Linked DNA regions of Gossypium hirsutum: region 2 is linked to region 1. The links are chromatin contacts, called in public Hi-C maps. All regions are on one chromosome and are shown on one strand. Each heading gives the region's core, a stretch centred on a gene start, on an enhancer-like site or on the middle of the called end of the contact. The rest is flanking DNA. Distances are from core to core; before and after follow the strand shown. Region 1 holds the start of LOC107940643 (protein PSK SIMULATOR 3). Region 2 overlaps LOC107888746 (cleavage and polyadenylation specificity factor subunit 1).

Evidence for each region. A called contact is a pair of places that touch in the nucleus more often than the background predicts.
Region 2: a Hi-C map of leaf shows a contact between it and region 1, with 3 times the contacts expected there. The contact joins the enhancer-like site here to the promoter of LOC107940643 in region 1. A contact is called at or near these places in 7 of 34 Hi-C or Micro-C datasets (callus, fibers, hypocotyl and 2 more).

What each region holds. Positions count from the first base shown.
Region 1 is chrA09:38,315,546-38,319,429 of Gossypium_hirsutum_v2.1, reverse strand. It overlaps LOC107940643 (protein PSK SIMULATOR 3), which reads left to right and starts at 1,739. Exons shown (of 1, transcript XM_016874077.2): 1 at 1,739-3,290. The coding sequence starts at 1,892. The coding sequence ends at 3,244.
Region 2 is chrA09:38,798,333-38,802,216 of Gossypium_hirsutum_v2.1, reverse strand. It overlaps LOC107888746 (cleavage and polyadenylation specificity factor subunit 1), which reads left to right. Exons shown (of 26, transcript XM_016812936.2): 25 at 313-695; 26 at 1,127-1,593. The coding sequence ends at 1,241. Among protein-coding and RNA genes, the nearest start is that of LOC107888746, 19 kb to the left of the region's middle. Within about 2 kb of position 2,261, at least 3 of the 9 cell types and tissues checked have an H3K27ac peak or open chromatin away from gene starts, as enhancers often do. A contact at or near this core is called in hypocotyl and leaf, where this site is marked.

The DNA.
Region 1 (3,884 bases), core at 490-2,989:
CATCCAACACAAATGCTCGTTTTCTTTAGTTTACCTTCTACTGTGCGATTGGAATAGGTCAGAAGATTTCTTGCTGTCCATTAAAAATCATGGTTGTATTGATGATATTTTGGTAACTTTTTGTGTTTGTAATATTTGGATGGTATAATGACATGATAGGATGTCATTACAATGTTGCAACTTTTTGATGTTATAAAATTTTAAAACATATGGATTATGACATATAAACTAATGAAATCATGTAACTTTTTGTTAATATATGAATATTATGCTTGGATGTGAAATATAATTCTCAAGTTATTTATTACTTCAATATTTTATTTTAATTGTAGAATAATTAAATTATTTATTTCACTAATGATGTTTTAGCACATTAAATATGTATTGCAGTTTAAAAATAATAAAGTAGATTATATATATTTTTATAGTATTATATATTTTGATTTTTTTAATTCATATAATAATTATATTAAGAATGTTATTAATTTATATTTTTTATTAAATTATATTTAATAATAATTATGTTAAAATATGGTTAAATTATTTATTATTTTTATTAAATTATTTTCAATAATAATCTTATTAAAATTAATAATAATAACAATAATCATCTGCCTAAAAAAAATTCTGCTAAGGGTATTATGGTCATTTTAGTTTTTTTCTTTATGCTATTACAACATCATACCATTCAACCAAACACAAGAATACTATTACAGCTCTATTTCATTCCATTCAACTAAACAGTTGAATTACTGATTACAACTCTATTTTATTACAGTTCTATTCAATTACAGTTTTATTCTATTATAGTGAATCAAACGTATCCTGAATATCAATCAAAATATGAAGAGGATAAATATGGACTTTCGTCATTGTAGAAAAAAACAGACCAGAAAAGGAAGTAAAGTTTCTTTTACCAAACACAAGTGAAATGATCAGATATTGTCACTGTTATAAGAGTTTAGAGTGGTGGTCTAACTGAAAATTATAGTTGAACCCATTAATTCATTAATTTTCGGTTTAATGTGTTGTACCATCAATTTAATATTAATCAGATAAAAATAAATAAATTTATAAAAATAACAAAAATAGAAAAAAAATCATAATTAACTGAATTGATTAAATTGTTATTATCAATTTTATCGATTTACAATAATTCATATCAGTCCAACTCATTGAGTCATCAATTTTAATAACATCTAACTTTAGATCATTTTATTTGATTAAATGAATCAAAAAGAAAAAAGAAAACCACAAAATATTTTTTCCCCTTTTTATTACAAATATTGAAACCATTAAATATGCCCCACTCGCTTTTAAAGTCATTGTTTTTCAAATCCAAAAAAGACAAATAAGCAATCCGGTTACTCCATCGATCACGCGCTGCTCTGCATCTATTTGAAATGGAACTCTTCCCCAAGCTCTCTTTTATTTTTATTTATTTATAGGTATATCATATTAGTTACTCAATTATAGTTTTGTTTGTTTTGTGGTCATTTAATCATAAAAAATTATTTAACTATTTAATTTTATTTTTTTATCACTCAAATTATCTTTTATTTTTTAAAGTTTCATTTTTTTAACAATTGACTGGTGATTAAAGGAAAAAATAAATAATTAAAAGTTATTTTATAGCTTTTTATAATTGGGCAAAAAAAAAAATTGTAGTTTCCCTTTGTTTATTTAATTTTGAAAAATGGAACAATTTATAATGGAGTTGCTATTTCTATAATGGGCTCAATCAACATCCCACGAGCTTCAAATCTGCAAAAATTTTCAACTCCTCCCATTTCATTCACTATCTCTTTTATCTCTGCAAACTTCCACTCTTCAATTATTTCTCTTTGCATTCCATTTGTTTCAGTGGATCCATTCCTTTCTTCTTTGCCTCATGGCTCTTGAAACATGGCTCATAAAACTCAAAAAAACCATATCCAACACCCTTGATACTGCAAGATCTTCAAATCATAAAGCCAACGTTGGGGTTTTATCCTTTGAAATCGCTGGACATATGTCAAAGCTTCTACAGCTCTGGAATTGTCTTTCAGATACGACTATAATTCGTCTTCGTGATGAATCTTTATCTCTCGAAGGAGTCCACAAGATTGTTTCTAACGATGAGTCTTTCCTGTTAGGGTTGGCGTGTGCTGAAATGGCTGAAAATATAAGGGTAGTAGCAAAATCCATTTCCAGGATAAGCAAAAGGTGCCAAGACTCGGATCTTCAAGGTTTCGGTGGGTGGTTCGATGAGTTCGCTAACTCGGGTCATGATAGACATGGCTGGGTTCTGAGTTCTAAAGATATGGAAGCTAAAAGAAAGAAGATGGACAAGTACGTCACCATTACGGTAACTTTGTATAAAGAAATGGAGGAGTTATCTACAATTGAGAACTGCTTGAGAAAGTGTAAAGAATATAAACCATCTTCAATCAAAGAACAAAAGATTGTTGATCTGCAAACAAAGCTTTTTTGGCAAAGACAAGAAGTTAAGTATTTGAAAGAGAGATGTTTATGGAACAAAAGCTTTGACATGGTTGTTTCCATACTTGTGAGATCGATTTTCACTATTTTAGCAAGGTTGAAGCTTGTTTTTTTCGGGTTTGAGTTTGGGTATCCTTCTTGTTTACCACGAAGTCTCTCAGCTTCTGCAACTGTCCATCCAACTCAAAACCCCGACACTTTTCACTTTGTATCAGGTCCATTGAAGACTTCTTCGAAGCCGGTAAGTTTTTTCGAGTCGAACTCGAAGCTTTTAAAGCCTCCATCAAGTACGTTAGGGGCGGCGGCTTTAGCTCTACACTATGCGAATTTGATTATCATTATGGAGAAGATGATCAAGTCACCACAATTAGTAGGCATTGATGCAAGAGACGATCTTTATTCCATGCTTCCTAGCAGTATTAGTTCGTGTTTAAGGGGTAGATTAAAAGGAAGAGGGTTGTCATCAGCGAGTGATCCAGTCCTTGCTGGAGAATGGAGAACAGCTGTGAGAAGCATATTGGGTTGGTTATCGCCATTGGCACACAACACGATCAAATGGCAAAGTGAAAGGAGCTTTGAGCACCAGAATTTGTTGCCCAAAACAAATGTTATTCTTCTTTTCCAAACTCTTTTCTTTGCGAATAAAGAAAAGACCGAAGCAGCTATCACCGAGCTGCTTGTGGGGTTGAATTATATTTGGAGATTCGAAAGGGAAATGACTGCAAAAGCCTTTTTCCACTGCACGAACTTTAATGACATTTAATTTTGTTTTCTGCAACTTCTATACTACCATCATGTTTTTTTGTTTAGATTGAACTGAGTTTCAGATCTTTCAAGGTTTTGTCTTCAATTCTAATCCCTTATTTGTATATGGTATAGCATAGATGTATGTAAACGATATGAACCGAGTAGAATCTCAAATATTGGATGGACTTGAAATTTCATGCATATTCATGGCAATAAGGTGAAGCATTTGTATTGGGAATCCAAATTGATTTTCGCTTTCTTTACTCTAAAAATTGATATATTAGTCCTCAATATTAGATCAAAAAATAAAATGTTCATTTCTTTTAAAAATTTCATTCCTTTGTAGTTTTAAAAGATAGTGTAATTAACAGAATAATTAGATAGTGATATATGGCATGTCACGTGTATTATATTTTGATGTACAAAGACCAGTTTTCTAATATAAAAATAAATAAAATTTTTAATAGGAGGATCAATTTACTCTTTATCTAACATATAATGACTAAATTTTTTTTTTAGCATAGAAACCAAAATATAATCCCAACTTCTAATATAGCTTAGTACATTATACTTTTACCATTATTATATATAATCATGTGAAAATATCCTTTTTATTGTGTTACTTTGATTTTTTGGGTTATTAGAATCACACCAGT
Region 2 (3,884 bases), core at 1,012-3,511, 480 kb before region 1:
ATTTTACTGTACCATTCCCCAGACATAGGCGTAGCTAGGGACACAAAGAAATCATGGATGATACAACTTGAGAAGAAAGTGGTTATTTTGAATACTCGGCTATTAACAATTTAACATTCATAGGCATCTTGTAGACACTGCCCTTCTATTTCTTTCACTAAAGGCCTTAATTCATCCAGCTGAAGTTTGCTTCATCATTTGCCATTAGGATCTACACCGTTTGAACTATTTGTTGAACTATGTTCATTTCTCATTTAGTTTGATTGTTTGTTATCAATTTTGACAATTTTGATGCTACTGTCTGCCATTCAGGTATTTTATTATGCACCAAAGATGTCTGAAAGTTGGAGGGGACAGAAGCTTCTTTCAAGGGCTGAATTCCATGTTGGTGCCCATGTAACTAAGTTCTTGCGGCTCCAGATGCTTTCTACTTCTGGTCGAACTAGTGCCACTGCTGGCTCTGATAAAACCAATCGATTTGCTTTGTTATTTGGTACTCTGGATGGCAGCATTGGCTGTATAGCTCCTCTTGATGAACTTACATTTCGTAGGTTGCAGTCTTTACAGAAAAAGCTTGTTGATGCTGTTCCACATGTAGCTGGTTTAAACCCAAGATCTTTTCGCCATTTTCGTTCAAATGGAAAGGCTCATAGGCCTGGGCCTGATAGCATAGTTGATTGTGAACTGCTTTGCCAGTAAGTAACATCTTTTTTTGTCTCTGAAAGAATTTTCATCTTATAATATCAAATTGAGTGCCAGAACTTGCATTTCTTTTAGTTCTACCCAATGTTGTACTGCTCGTGGTTCATGGTTACATAAGAATTAATGACATTATGACTTTCCTTCTTCTCCAAGCATAACATTTGCATTTTCAAGTTTTTGGTGGGCATGCCTGACCATGTATTAGAATGTATTACTCCACTAAAGCCCAAGAGAAAAATTTCCTCGTGAAAATATATCATTTGCTTTCTTTGTTTAAACTAATATCCCATGCAAATTTGTGAGGTGAGAAATGCTGATAATACCGTTGGCTAGAATTATTTAAATCAATAGGTCATTTAGTGTATGTGATCAATGGGAACCGTATAGTATCATGACGGCTGCACATTTTGAAATTGTTTTGCAGTTATGAAATGCTTCCATTGGAGGAACAACTTGAAATTGCTCATCAGATTGGAACAACCCGTTCCCAAATTTTGTCTAATTTAAATGATCTTACTTTGGGAACAAGCTTCTTGTAAAGCAGCAGATATCAAGGCAGGTAGGTTATGGAAAATATTTGATTTGTATGGAACAATTCATGAGGAGCATACCTGTTGTAGGATGAGTGACAGCATTTAAAAGCTTATTCAGATCAGGTTTGGTGTCTTTAGTTCATATGATATTGAGAAAGGAAAACAAATGTCGTATAGTGGATTGTGTTTTATCTGTATGGTGTAGAATCTTGTATCTTGGAGCTAGTAAACAGGACTATAATAGCAGCGCAGTAAATTTCTGTAATCTTTTGTTAGAAGCCACTGCGGCTGTAAACTGCTGATTGCTTTTGAACTTGTGTAGCTGATTAAATGAATGTCTGCACCTGTTTTCTTTTAACATTCCAGGTGAATTTGCACTTTGCTTGTGCCCAGTTGTTCAATCATGTTTGGTAGAACGTCATCAGCTATCTGAATTTATTTTCGAACTGTGGCTCCAGCAATGGCTTATTATTGTTTGACATAATAGAGTTATGTTACAACAACAATTATGAATGTAGGTAAATGTTATTATGAAGACAGAAAAAAAAAGGGTAAAATACTGAATGGACAGCCTACCAATTTATGATGAAGTTTTGAAAAAGAAGTGTATGTATAGGGTAAAACATCGTTTTTTTCATTTAGATGTTTTAAGTCAAAACCCAATTATAATCCAACAGCCCCACCTCGGTCCCCAGTTTTATAATGAGCATGCACCCAACTTGTACCCTACCTTTGTCCAGTAGAATCAATACCGGCTGTAAGATGAACTAACCTGGCACTTCCACTTCAATCTTCTCATTATTAGTATGTACGTTCATAAATTAAATTTAAGCCACTGGTGATTAAGCACATTACACTATATCATAATCCAGTGATTTACTAGTGTTGAACCTCCATTACCGTTGGGTTAAGCAGATAATTCAATCACTTCATGACCATAAAAAAATGAATTTAGGTTTACTGTATCGTTACACGTGTGTGGGTGAATAACGTGTTGGTACAATGATGCAACACACGTGCACATGACATGGTTCATCATGTTATTCTTTAAGTGTCAACAGATGTTTCTGAAGTGTACGGGTATGGTCTATGAGTGCATTTTTCTTTTAAGGAATGTCCTGCTAAAGTGGAACAATGCTCCTTCATTTCATATCCATCGGCGACCCGATGCTTTGAATAGGGCTAGGCAATCAATATGCCCTTCTACTTTGTTGTATGTGAATTTCTTTTTTACATTTTAATGAAATATCTATAGGCGAGAAATCAATTTACATAATATAATTTTTTTTAATTTACATTTTTTTCAAATATTTTTGTACGATTAATATTTTAACAATTTAACTGTTATATTTAATATTCTATTCATATAAATAATGCATGTTAAATTTGACATAAATTAAAATTTCTAACTATTTATTTTATAACAATTTTTTACTGTTTAATAAATTTTAATATATATATTGTAGATCAAAATGATAGATAAATTAGATTGGTTTAAAAATTTACATGTATGACAAGTACAAAACATACTAAAAAATACAATGATTCAAATGAATTCTTCTCATAGGATTTAATTTAAAAGATTAATATTATGTTTATTTATGTAAAAGGGTTTCAAGGACTTTTAGATACGTTTATTAACATCATTTTAATATAATTTTACATCCAATATCTCAAAATTAAACCATTCTCTCTCCTTATTTCTTAATTCAAAGCATTCAAAAAACAATCTTGAGTACAACACAAGTTCAATTGAAATTTGATCTTGAATTTAATCCTGGATAATTCGTACTCTACCTTTTATAAAAAATATATCTCTTAAAGTTGAATTCCATAACATTTAGAAAGAAAAAAAAGGTCCATTTACGTCATAATGCATAAACCATTATCATAAAAGAAGAGGTTTCTGGGTCTCACATATGTTTATTGGTTTGATTTCTCCATCGATAGCATTAGTCAAAAGCAATATTGTAGGACAAGTAATAATGCAAACCTATAATATGGTCCAATCAATATACAAGACTCGGCTCAATTAATTAATAGAAGTCTTGGAATGGGTCCTATTAATAGAATAGATAGCCATGGTCTGACCCGGACTGACTCCTCGGTTGGGTGGGAGTCAAATATCCAACACTCCATTCTCATGATCATTAGATAGGATTCCATATTTTTTATGTTATTACATAATGTACTTTGTATAAATTAAAGTTTGATGAATTTTAGTTTTTTTATTTTTTGAATTAATTTATTTTAATTTTTTGTAATTTTTTGTAATTTTTAAATTTTTAAACTTAATTTTAATTAAATGGTTGCAGTTAAAATTTATTTGGTTAAATTATGCTATTAGTCATATATTATGTATAAAGTTATAGATTTAGTCCGTGTTCTCTAATTAGATCATTTTTAGTCACTATATTTTTCGAATTTCGAAATTTTATTCTTGATGCAAACGATAGTTATTCAATCTATTAACTGGTATTTTTTTGTGAGTAATATATGGAAATAATAAGCATGACATTACACATGTGATAATATATTTGCCACATCAAAATTTAAAAATACTAGAACTTAATAAATTTAATAGCTACTATTTACTTAGAATTAAAATTTTAAAATTCTAAAAGTATAAAGATTGAAAATGACTAAATA